Linked DNA regions of Lactuca sativa: region 2 is linked to region 1. Evidence: chromatin contacts called from public Hi-C data. All regions are on one chromosome and are shown on one strand. Each heading gives the region's core, a stretch centred on a gene start, on an enhancer-like site or on the middle of the called end of the contact. The rest is flanking DNA. Distances are from core to core; before and after follow the strand shown. Region 1 holds the start of LOC111912064 (adenosylhomocysteinase 1). Region 2 holds the start of LOC111912063 (DNA repair protein RAD50).

What was found. A called contact is a pair of places that touch in the nucleus more often than the background predicts.
Region 2: a Hi-C map of seed shows a contact between it and region 1, with 4 times the contacts expected there. The contact joins the promoter of LOC111912063 here to the promoter of LOC111912064 in region 1. A contact is called at or near these places in 3 of 4 Hi-C or Micro-C datasets (bud, leaf and seed).

Annotation. Positions count from the first base shown.
Region 1 is chr6:89,405,300-89,411,249 of Lsat_Salinas_v11, forward strand. It overlaps LOC111912064 (adenosylhomocysteinase 1), which reads right to left and starts at 1,581. Exons shown (of 2, transcript XM_023907818.3): 1 at 777-1,581; 2 at 1-672. The coding sequence starts at 1,487.
Region 2 is chr6:89,554,413-89,560,774 of Lsat_Salinas_v11, forward strand. LOC111912063 (DNA repair protein RAD50) reads left to right here and starts at 1,860. Exons shown (of 27, transcript XM_023907817.3): 1 at 1,860-2,201; 2 at 2,442-2,528; 3 at 2,880-3,047; 4 at 3,278-3,453; 5 at 3,572-3,686; 6 at 3,762-3,990; 7 at 5,109-5,287; 8 at 5,419-5,589; 9 at 6,072-6,176; 10 at 6,253-6,360. The coding sequence starts at 2,079.

The DNA of each region.
Region 1 (5,950 bases), core at 331-2,830:
CTTCGTTAGCTTCGCTCCAAGCTTACCAAGATGAAGAGCAGCCACCTTCTCATCAAGATGCTTAGGTAACACATACACTTCCTTCTTATACTTCCCACTTCCCTTTTCCTTCCACAATTCAAGCTGTGCAATCACCTGGTTTGTAAACGAACACGACATCACAAAACTTGGATGCCCTGTAGCACAACCCAAGTTCATCAACCTCCCTTCTGCCAATATAATCACTCCAGTTTTTGTATCAGGGAACACCCATCGATCGGTTTGGGGTTTAATCGTGACTCTTTTCACACCTGGGTATGTTTCTAGCCCAAGCATGTCGATTTCGTTGTCGAAATGGCCTATGTTGCAGACGATGGCGTTGTTCTTCATTTTTTTCATGTGGTCCACCATGATGATGTCTTTGTTGCCGGTGGTGGTGACGATTATGTCGGCTTCTGAGAGGACGTCTTCTAGGGTTAGGACTTGGAGACCTTCCATTAGAGCTTGAAGGGCACAGATTGGGTCGATTTCTGTCACTATCACACGAGCTCCGGCTTGTTTCATTGCGGCGGCGCAACCCTTTCCGACGTCTCCGTAACCACAGACTACTGCGACCTTTCCGGCGATCATTACGTCGGTGGCTCTCATTAATCCGTCGGGGAGTGAGTGGCGGCATCCGTACAAGTTGTCAAACTGTGATAAGAGATAATTGAGAACATTCGATTATTAAATTTACAAGTATATCAGTTAATTAATCGGATCCACTCAAAATTGATTGTGATTCCAATGCACTATACCTTGCTCTTGGTAACGGAATCATTGACATTGATGGCAGGGAAAAGCAAGGTACCATTGGCTTGCATCTGATATAGCCTCTTAACTCCGGTTGTCGTCTCCTCCGATACACCGACTAACCTATCTTTCATCTTGTGGTACTTCTTCGGATCACTCTGCAACCCTTCCTTAATGATCGACAACACGATCTGGAACTCTGCATTGTCGGTTGACGTCGGATCTGGCAATTTCCCCGTTTTCGCGAACTCCTCCTCCGCTTTCACTCCTTCATGGATCAAAAGCGTGGCATCACCTCCATCATCAACAATCAAATCAGGTCCACCGCCGGGACCCCAATCAAGAGCTCGTTCCGTACACCACCAGTATTCCTGAAGAGTCTCCCCCTTCCAGGCGAACACAGCCGCGGAATCACGTGCGATGGCGGAGGCGGCGTGATCCTGAGTCGAGAAAATGTTGCATGAACACCATCTCACCTCGGCGCCCAAAGCGGTTAGTGTTTCAATCAGAACGCCGGTTTGAATAGTCATGTGGAGTGAACCTGTGATCCTAGCACCCTTGAATGGCTGCGAAGGTCCGAATTCAGTCCGGCAAGACATCAAACCGGGCATTTCAACTTCGGCTAATTCGAGTTCAAGTCTGCCAAAATCAGCTAAGGACATGTCCTTGACCTTGTATTCACGGCCGGTGGAGGTTTTCTCGACGGTGAGAGCCATGGTCGGATTTAGGGTTTTGAATTATTCAGATCAGATCTGATACACTCTGTGGTTTCAGAAGAAAACCGAGAGGGGTGGGTTAGGCAAGGAGAGAGTACGGGAGTGCAGGGGTATAAATAGGTTTTAAGGGGTGAGAGAGGACGGCCAGGATTTGATCGGGGTTTGGTGAATGAATCTATGGATTTTAATTTTTTATTGAAATGACAAAAGGTTGTTGGAGACCGGTAGCTAAATATGCAATTAACATAATTCTTTGTTTTCAATTAACATATGGCAAAATGGGGTTATTTAGGTTAAAATGATACAAGATAATGTATTTTAAAATAAAATATTTTGCAAACTTAGGTTATAGGGTTTACGAGGATACGGTAGTTGAACCACTTAACGTTTAGGCAAGGGGTTGAGTTGCTAAATAACACAAATTAAAGCCCAAAAAGGAAGTTAGTTTTCACTAACCGGTCATGTGAGTGCATGTGAATATTTATGAATTCATAGCAAAAGAGTTTTCTATATATAAATGTTTGATATTCGGTGTTTTATCACTTAAATGATTATGTACTCAAGTGGAGATTATAAGGATATTGCTAGTAGTTTAATATGGAAACTTTAGCATATATTATGTTGATTGGTTATAGAGAATTGCTATAAGTTTTATTATGAAATTTTTAACATTTCGTATGGTTGATATCAACTATTGGGATATTCGGTGTTATTATGATTAAAAACTATGATCGAGCTTATTGGTTATAAGCAAATGGACATTAGAATGCATTATATATGTTAGTGGTGTGATATACTCCAAAGTGAGTACTAGAGATTACAGTTTGTGATACATGACAATTATCGAGATTGTATTTCTTGTAAGTAGTAGTTATTAGTGAATGCAATCATGTTATGGAACCTAGTGACAAGTTACAAGCACAAGTTACCTATTGATAGGTTATTATCATAATATCTTATAGAGAAACCCAGTTTATAGGTCCTACTAGTAGGACATAATGACACAAACAGTAATAATTCCGCGTCAGCTTCAGGATAATTTGTATTCCCGTGGATAGCAAAGATTTTATTATGGACTAATTAGGGGTATTGATTCCACATATGTCCAAGTTTAGTTATGGGATATCAACTCTCGTAGGTGCAGTCTTATCTCCAAAATTATGTCTAAGGGTGTAGTCTTATTTGTAAGGTTATGTCTTGAGATATGAAATCCTATTATGTATAGTTTATTATGTAAGACTGTAACTTCCTGTTTTCGAATCGTTCTGTGATTTAAGGCTTGTGGACCGTAATCCATGTATGAGAAGGTTTTGAGGATTTAAAGGAGAAAGATTTAGGCCCTTTTTGGATATTTATAAGGTAGGTTGTGTGATAAAAGAGTCCGAGTTGTGCTTTAGAGCCCAAGAGTATTGGTAAAGACGTTGGCTCGATCTTTTAAGGAGATTTGGGTTTTGTTCAGGAAGTTTTAAGGCTATGGTGTGTTGTTAGAAGTGTAGGGCTTCTCGTCACCTTTACGTGGATATAAGGTTCGTTGGAAATGGACCTAAGATGAGGAAGTTATGGCAATTTGAAATAATTGGCAGATTTAGTCCTTTGTGAAAAAGGTTTGCAAGTAAGTCCCATGCGTGCATGGAGGAGTGTGCGTGCCTGGGGTGAGTACGCCTAGCGTAGGCTGGGGTGTACGCCCAGCGTAATGAGCAGAGTGCCAAACCTTAATTTTTAGGGTTTAGGCACTATTTAAACATCCTTATGAGCTCAAGGCTCTTTCATTCTCAGCCTCCAAAGTCCTTGAGACCCGTTCTCGAAAACCCTAACACAACCTAAGAGTGTTGTGAGCTTATTTTTGGTGCTTTTGGGTGCATTTGGCGCATGTTCTTGAAGAAGGTGATTTGTGCAAGTTTGGAGTTCTAGGGAAGGCTTTTAGATCTAGACTCTCCACTCCATTCTCAGCTCATTTGAGGTATAAAGATCTGAACTTGCTCTTTAGAAGTCTAGATCTATGATTATGTAAGAATTATCCTCTTTTGGATCTCATGAGTGGGATCTAGTGGTTGTTATCAATTCAAGAGCTTTGAGTTGCCACTCTTAGCATTTCTGAGGTTCAAGATCCTTAAAGTTAGCATCATTAAGGTTAAGAGTCATCCATGCATGTGTTAAGGTGCTTAATATGAGTCTTAATGGTTATTTTTGGAAGTTGAGTCCTTTTGAGACATGAAAATTGATAAAGTCGCCAACTTTATCAGTTAGGGCTTGTAATGAAGCTTCCCTGAAGTTTGGATGCTTTGGGATGAAGTGGTTAAGTCGAAAATCGAGTTTTTGGACTAGAGCAGTACACCCCGCGTAAGGTGCAGTACTCCCCGTGTACTGATTTAAGTTCCCCGATCAGGATTTGCGTGTACGCTGAGGTACCAAGGGAGGTACGGCCTGCGTAATCTCGTTGTGGGCTTTTTGGGATAGATCTCGTTTTAGGCCTTAAGTATTTGGGTCTTGGTTTTGGGCTTGCTATATTGGGGATTTTTGTTCAGAGGAATATATATGTCTTGGACCCTTGTGTTGGGATTGACATTTTTGGACTTAAGTTTAGGGTTGGGCCTTGGTGAACCCATTTGGTATAAAGCGTTGGTAGGCCCAATGGGCTTGGGTTATTTATGGGCCGGATTAGTGGATCATCTTTAGACTTAGTGTGTGGGGGCTTGGTCTTAGATCCTAATTGAGTTTAATTGTGGGTTGGCTTAGTGTAAAGGGATCAATGTGCAACAGCAGCAGCATTTGTAGGATCTGTTCATCATCCGAGGTGAGTCTTCTCACTATACTTACCTGTGTAGTAATTTATGTGTGACCGAAGGGCCTTATTTGTATTATTGACTAGAGGGTCTTATTTACATTACTGACAAGAGGGTCTTATTTGCTTATAGTGTGATATGTGTTATTATGCATCTTGTCTTTGTGACTTATGTTGTTATATTATCTTATGTATATATTGAGTTATGACCGGAGGGTCCATACCGAGACGTGAAATCGGAGGGTCTTCACTGAGACACATGACCAAAGGGTCCTTATCAAGATTCAGCCACGAGAGGCTAATTATTTGTGTATGTGGTATTTTGGGGAACTCACTAAGCTTCGTGCTTACCGTGTTGATTTAAATGTGTTTCAGGTACTTTTATAGATTTCGGGAAGGCGGATGCATGATTTTACACATTCGCCGACTTAAGAGATCTTGTGGAATTTTGGATACTCTGATATTGTTTTGATAATAACTTATAATTTATGTGATAACTTGAATTTATGAGTAATGATTGGTGTGACAATAGTCAATTTCGGGTTAAGTCAAAGTCAAACAAAGTCATCGAGTCAAACCGGTCAACTCAATTAAACCTTGTATATTAGGGTTGTGTTATGTAATTACTGTATAACTCACTATTTTAATGAGAAAATATCACTTGGAAAAAAGTTTGTGTGTTTAATTTTCCTTAGCCTTAGTGCTAGACAATGAACCAAACCGATAAAACAATGTTGCATACTCATCGGGAGTGTGTAAGGTCCTTGAACATGGCTTAACGAGACTTACGGACCTTGCGTTGTGGAGCCAAACACTCACAAATGTCACACACGAAACCTCTCTCAATCGTTTTCACTCTATCTCTCTTTATCTCAAATCTCTCCCAAATCTCTCCAAGAATGTGAAATCTCTCCTAAAACTCTCTTTGTATGAGAAATCTCTCCAAGTATGTCAAATCTCTCCAAGAATGTGAAATCTCTCCCAAAACTCTCTTTGTATGAGAAATATCTCCAAGTATGTCAAATCTCTGCCAAATCTCTCCAAGAATGTGAAATCTCTCCCAAATCTCTCTCAAAAGTTCCTTAAACTTTTTATAGTCTTTTGGGCCATCCCGACCCTTAACTGGGTCAAAAACCGCTTAAAACGGGGTAAAAACGGATAAAATAGACTTAAGGACCCGAAACCCCTCTTAAGGAGCCGAACCCTCTTAAGGACCCGAAACCCCTCTTAGGAACCGAACTTTTCAGAAGCGAACTTGTCAGAAGCGAAGGCATCAGAAGTGAAATGAACCGAACCCCTTGGACCGAACCCGAAGGGTCCTCTCGGGCCCGAACCTCGCACCAGGGAACCGAAGCCACCTTCGCCATCGCCTCTTACTCCCTGTTCGCTCCATTTCGCCTTCGGCTCAGCAATAGAAGGGACCGAACCTCGGCCTAGGACCGAGAGGTCTCGCAGGAGGCTCATTTTTACCCGGTTTTCGACAAGTTTTGCGTTTTAGGCCCGTTTTTTTTATTGTTTTAACGTGGGATTTTCACCCAAAACCTTATTTTAACAACTAAACCCCATAAATCATTAATTCCCCATGTTTTTAATATAAATATTATCCAAGAAATGAGTCGGTGAAGTACAAGGTTGAGTGTTGACTTTGCTTTACCTTATGACACAAGCAACCACCCTGTGA
Region 2 (6,362 bases), core at 610-3,109, 150 kb after region 1:
GAAAAGAAGAGAAAGGAAAGGAAAACAAAATTTTCTTTTGTGTTCCCGAGTTGGAGAGAAGCGGAAGGGAAATTAATTATTTTGTTATTTCTTTCAAAATCCTCCCAAATCGAAAGAAATTTAGGAGGGAAAGTGATCATTTTATTTCCCCCCACTTCCTTCCTTTAATGAAACTCGGGAACTCCAATTTCTTTTATTTTCTTCTCATTTCCACCCATTTCCTTTCTTTTCTCTCGTTAATTTGATCTCGGGAACAGAGTGTTAGTGTCGTACCATTTTATGTATGCAAAACCTGTAACAATCACTTGCTATTGGGTGAGGCCTTGCCCATCATCACCTCTCATATTTTTGCAAGACTTTTTCATGGGACCTGCCACCCATTCGATGAAATACCTAGGAGAACTCAAAGCTTATGTGTTGTTTTTTTTTTATTTTTTATTTTATGTTGAGTTATGTAAAGTGAAACCTGATTTTAGAATCTCCCAATTTCCACGTCTCTTATTATAGCTTGTACACGAGGACAATATTCTTCTTCTTTGACACTTGGGAAAAAGCCTTGTAGATCAATTCCTACTCTTTAATTTAAAGAAAGCCACATAAACTAAGTGTAACCATGAAGTTGGGATGGATTTTGATCTTTCCTCTATTTGAGAGGTAAACCAACACTTTAGTGATTTATTGTGGAAAAAAATTAGTGACCATATCGAACAAATTACAAGATTTTATTGTGCTATAGCAACATTTTTCCATTTTACAAAGTGGCTAGATTTGATAAAATAATTATTACAGACTATTCTAAAAACTTTACGTAGGGACTCTATTCATAATTTACATGTCATCCAAATTTTAATGTCCCTTTGTAAAGGTCGTATGTATGCTCCACCAGCTACAACGTTGTCAGCCACAATAGCCAACAAATTCAAAATAATATTATATTAAAATCCGATTAACCAATCAATTTGAAGTCTTTAATAAATCTAGGATCATCAACTTTTATAATCAAGGTGATGAACGATACATTAAACCTATCGATAAAATAATACTTCGTCTCACCAAGTTCGTTCACCATCCGAACAATACAGGGCTCGAGGTAGTATCTTTTAATTAACGTGAAAGAAAACTTGAATCAAGCATATATTGTGTTGGGCCATCGACCAAGTTTGGAACCGATGACTAGACCTTATAGTCGTAATCCAAACACCATCAAACTTACAAAACATTTCTTTATAAAAGGAATGTCATTGATTTCTATATTTTAAATTCCTTTTTCTAAATATCTTTTTCCCAATGGAGAGTTATCATAACAAAGCCCATTATCAATCATGAACCTGACAATTTGTGGCCCCCTTGGTCTCCGATTTTCATATATATATTATACTTTCGGCCCTTCAAAATAAATGTCCAAGCTCCGTTACTCTCACCCACCATGAACACTTTTTCACCCTTTTCTCCAATCCTTTATAGTTTCCTTTTAATATTTTAAGCTTATTCTTGAACTTCACAAATCGCCAAAAACCACTCATATTGTGCTCTATGTTCGATTCAGCCCACCCTTCCTAGACCATATCACCAAAGTCTTCACAATCCACCCAAGATTTGTACAATTTAATTTGGTCATTATTATTTAAAGCATTAAAGAAGTTGCAAAATGCCCCTATAAATATCGAAGATCATATTTTTCAATATTATGAAATTTACAACTAACAAATTACGATATTGGTGATTCCTAATGTAAGATTGTGCGACTATTTTTGTTAGACAATTCGTAATGTAATAAATGAAAAAAACTCGCGGACCAATATCATGTACAACAAGCCAACAACTGCTTACAACTATAAATAAGTAAAATCGAGAATTTTTTAAAAATAGTCAAACACCCGCTTCCTTCACCGGAACTCCTAAACCCTACCACCACCTTCAACCTCCACCACTCTTCGCCGGCGTAGTGAACTCAATCTATTGGATCACACACTCGGATGCCCTATCATGTGCTCGTGTAGTATCCTCTGTTGATTCATCTCTACTAGTGAAGCCGTAAATCAATCAGAAAGAGGGAAAGCGAAAAGAAGGGTTTCAAAATGAGTACGGTGGACAAGATGTTGATAAAAGGCATCCGAAGTTTCGACCCGGAGAACCGAAACGTCATCACCTTTTACAAGCCGTTAACGCTCATCGTTGGTGCTAACGGCGCCGGAAAAACTGTAATACATTTTCTTCTACTTCAACGCCTCCGTATCTTCCCCTCTCGAACTGGCTTAATTTGTCTAGTTCTTAGTTGATAGAGTGATTGGAACCTTTATACGTCATACTCTTTGTATTTAACTTACCGGTTGATGTGTTTTAGTTATTTACTAAGTAGGGTTCATCGGAAGTTATGTGTACTTATGCTGAAGTGTGCTTGTTGGTGATGTTCATTTATAACATGTTGGTTTGGTTTACAGACTATTATTGAGTGCTTAAAGCTATCCTGTACCGGTGAATTGCCACCAAATGCTAGGTCTGGTCAGAGTTTCATCCATGATCCCAAGGTTTCTCTCTTTCTATTTGTCTCTATGCATACACAAACATGTTTATTAATGCTGGATTCATGTATGTTTTTTTTGTAAGCTGGGTTTCAAGCTGTCTGATGGTTTCAAAATTGACTAACAAGCGAATTTTTAATCAAATCCAACATACCGAAAGCTTAGCAAAGGCATCATATACAACCTTTTAACATGAAAACTTTGTATTCATTGTTTGTTTGAAAAGAGAAATGAGAATAGCCTGAAGATGGTTTGAAGCTATGCTAAATGGGCCTTGAAATGCTTATATACTTATGTAGGTGTGTGTGGTTAATGGTTATGAAATGGTTTTAAGTGGATGAAATGGGGTGGTTGTAGGTTGCAGGGGAAACAGAAACGAAGGCCCAAATAAAGCTACGTTTCAAGACAGCAGCAGGTAAAGACGTGGTGTGTATAAGATCATTCCAGTTGACTCAGAAGGCTTCAAAGATGGAGTACAAGGCAATCGAGAGTGTTTTGCAGACAATAAACCCTAACACTGGAGAGGTACTTTAAATGATCCCTTAACACTTGGAACTGTAGCTGTGTATCTTCATAACTGTTTTAAGGTCTTTATTTGCTAGATTTTAGTCAACCATGTCATTTACTAACATATTGTTCAACTTCCTCAAAGTTGCTTACTAGTAGAATTTATTTTGGTGTTATGAACCACAGCTGGTACATGTATGTTGATAATTATATGCTCAAAACAATCTTTTATTGTTGTGTAAATGCAGAAAGTTTGCCTTAGCTATCGTTGTGCAGACATGGATCGTGAAATTCCTGCTCTTATGGGTGTCTCTAAAGCCATTCTTGAAAATGTCATATTTGTACACCAAGATGAGGCCAATTGGCCACTTCAAGATTCTTCGACTTTGAAAAAGAAGTTTGATGACATTTTCTCAGCTACAAGGTACTTCCTTGAATTACATGTTTCTAACTTGGCTCTTTGTTTTCATTGTTACTACAACTGTTATCTTGAGTAAATAGTAATGATTTACACCTCTTTCTGTTGTAAATTCCGTGTAAAGATATACAAAGGCATTGGAGATTATTAAAAAGCTTCACAAGGATCAGGCTCAAGAGATTAAGCTTTCTCAGAAGGATTTAGAGAAGCTTCAAATTTTGAAAGATGCTGCACTCAAGGTTTATATCTCTTCTTCCCATGTTTAAGATAGTCGATTCAATGCAACAAGTTTAGATTTTGGTGTCTTCTTACAGCTTCGACAATGCATCACTCAAGATCATGAAGAATCAGAAAGACTGGGGAGTAAAATGCAGGACTTGGATAGACATATTCAAGATGTGGATGCCAAAATTCGTCAAACTGAAGCTATACTGAAGGAAAAACGTAAGCTTGACGACCAGGTTGCCACCAAGACTGCTGAAAGAAGTGCTTTGTTTAAGGAGCAACAACAGCGTTTTGAAGATTTAGCAGAAGAGAATGATGGTTTGTAATTTAGCATCTTAATTATATCAGCAATCTCTAAGACCATATCCAACCCATATCACCACACCATTTTTGCACCAATATCGTGTAATATTGAGTGCAAACAGTTATTCATCTCTAACCCAATACACCATTTTTACACCAAAAAGAATATTCCTTTTTTTTTTTTTTAACTTATATATATATACATATATATATATATATATATATATATATATATATATATATATTCTATAATTCTTGTTATATTTATTAGCTTCTAACATTTTTTTTCTTACATCAGTGTAATATATAACATAACATTACAAGTAATAATTTAGTATATATGATTATTACAAAAGTTTTTAATATAGAACATATTAAGTTATTAACATAATATTACAAGTAACAGATATTACATATAAATTATAAAAAAAACTAATAAATATAAGGGGAGCTATAGAAAATCTATATAAGTTAGAAAAAAAGGAATATTCTTTTTGGTGTAGAAATGGGTTGGAGAGGAATCACTGTTTGCACCCAATAGTACATGATTTTGATGCAAAAAATGGTGTTATGGGTATTTATTAGCTTTTTACAAATTTGTCATGCATCTGTTTGATATATAACATAACCTTACAAGTAACAATTTTAATTTATTATATATGATTATATTAAAGCATCTAATATATACCATAATATTACAAGTAACAAATATTACATATAAAATAGTAAAAGGTATTTAAAATGTTAAATACATTTTAAACATAAAGATTAAATTTAATATATGTGATTAATTAATATCAGTTTAATATATACCATAATGTTACAAATAACAATTATTGCATTTAAAATATAAGTATCCGTTAAAAGTAACTAGAAATAAAATCAAACTTGAAAGACCAATTTGAACACATGAAAATTCAACACCAAATGTGGTGTAAAGGAATAGCTTAATACCAAATTTGGTGCTGTACTATTCCTTAACACCATTTTGGTTCAACAAATGGCGTTGGGTTTGGAGTAAAGTGGTGTAAAAAATGGGATTTGGTGTTGGGTTGGATATGCCCTAATTGGCTCTTTTACGAGTTATAGATTTTCTCTTTGTTTGTTCTAATTATGTGGTAAATATTTAATAGACCCTGATGAAGATTTAAGGAAATGGAATGAACAGTTTAATGCAAGGATAGCAGTTCTTCAAGATAAAATCAAGAAGTCAAATAGGGACATTAAGGACATAGAGACAAAAAGCAATATATCTCAGCAACAAATCAATAAGTACAATGGGGAAGTTGGCAAGCTTAAGAAGGAAGCTGAAGTATCTTCTTCTCCTACACTGATACTGATTTTTTTTTTTTTTTTTTTTTTTTTTTTTTTTTTTTTTTTTTACAATATCCAACCTCCAATTTTGGGCATTGTTACTAATTGGTATTGCTCTTGTTGCCTTAGATTTATGAGTCCTTGAAGAAGGAGAGAGACTCGACAATCCAAGAGCTTTACAGACAACACAATCTGGGTTCTCTTCCAAAAACTCCTTTCAGCAATGATGTTGCTTCAAATCATATAAGTCGCCTAAACTCAAGATTGAAAGATCTTGAGCGTAACTTGGATGAGAAGAAGGTATTTCATCTTATTAATGTCATTAAATAGTAACTGTTTTGTTAAACCATTTTTGTAAAAAGTTCATGGTAAGTTCCACCTAATTACCTCCAACTTTAATATCGTTTTGTTTCTATGAAAACTAAATTCCATCAAAGGGTCTTTGGCCTAGTGGTATCATCAATCATGTTTGTTCTTAATTAAGATCTCCCTCCTCAAATGATTGAGGGTTCAAGTCCCGAGGTGGATAAAGGTGTAGCTTAGGAGTAGGATTTAGGGCATATTTGTAGCGCACAGGATTTAGAAACTGAAAGTCCTTAAAACCTATGATTCTTGGGAACTGGGTAGTTGAATATTCATTTCCGAAGCCTTTTGGAACTTGATTGTTTGCAATGAATTCTTCACCTTGATCATAATTGTTAGGCTGAGTAGCATCTGTCATTGTATGTTCATCTTTTTTTTTGTTTTGTAATTCATATAATTTGGAATGATTGTTTTCTCAGAAATCCATGGATGAAGAGCTTAAGGTAGCATGGAATCTTTATGGTGATTCAAGTGACCGATGTAAAGAGGTTGAGGCTGAAAAGCGTGCTAAATTAGAGATACAGGTAATGCATTCTTTAGCAGCTGCTTTATTCTCTTAACATTTGGGTTTCACATTCACTAATTTGTAACATGATGTAGCGTGGCACAATGGCCCGAAAAAAAGAAAAAGAAAACGAGCGTGATAAATTGGAGCGTGATATTTCTGATGACAAAATGCGTCTGATTGATCAGAAAGAAAAGAGCCTGGT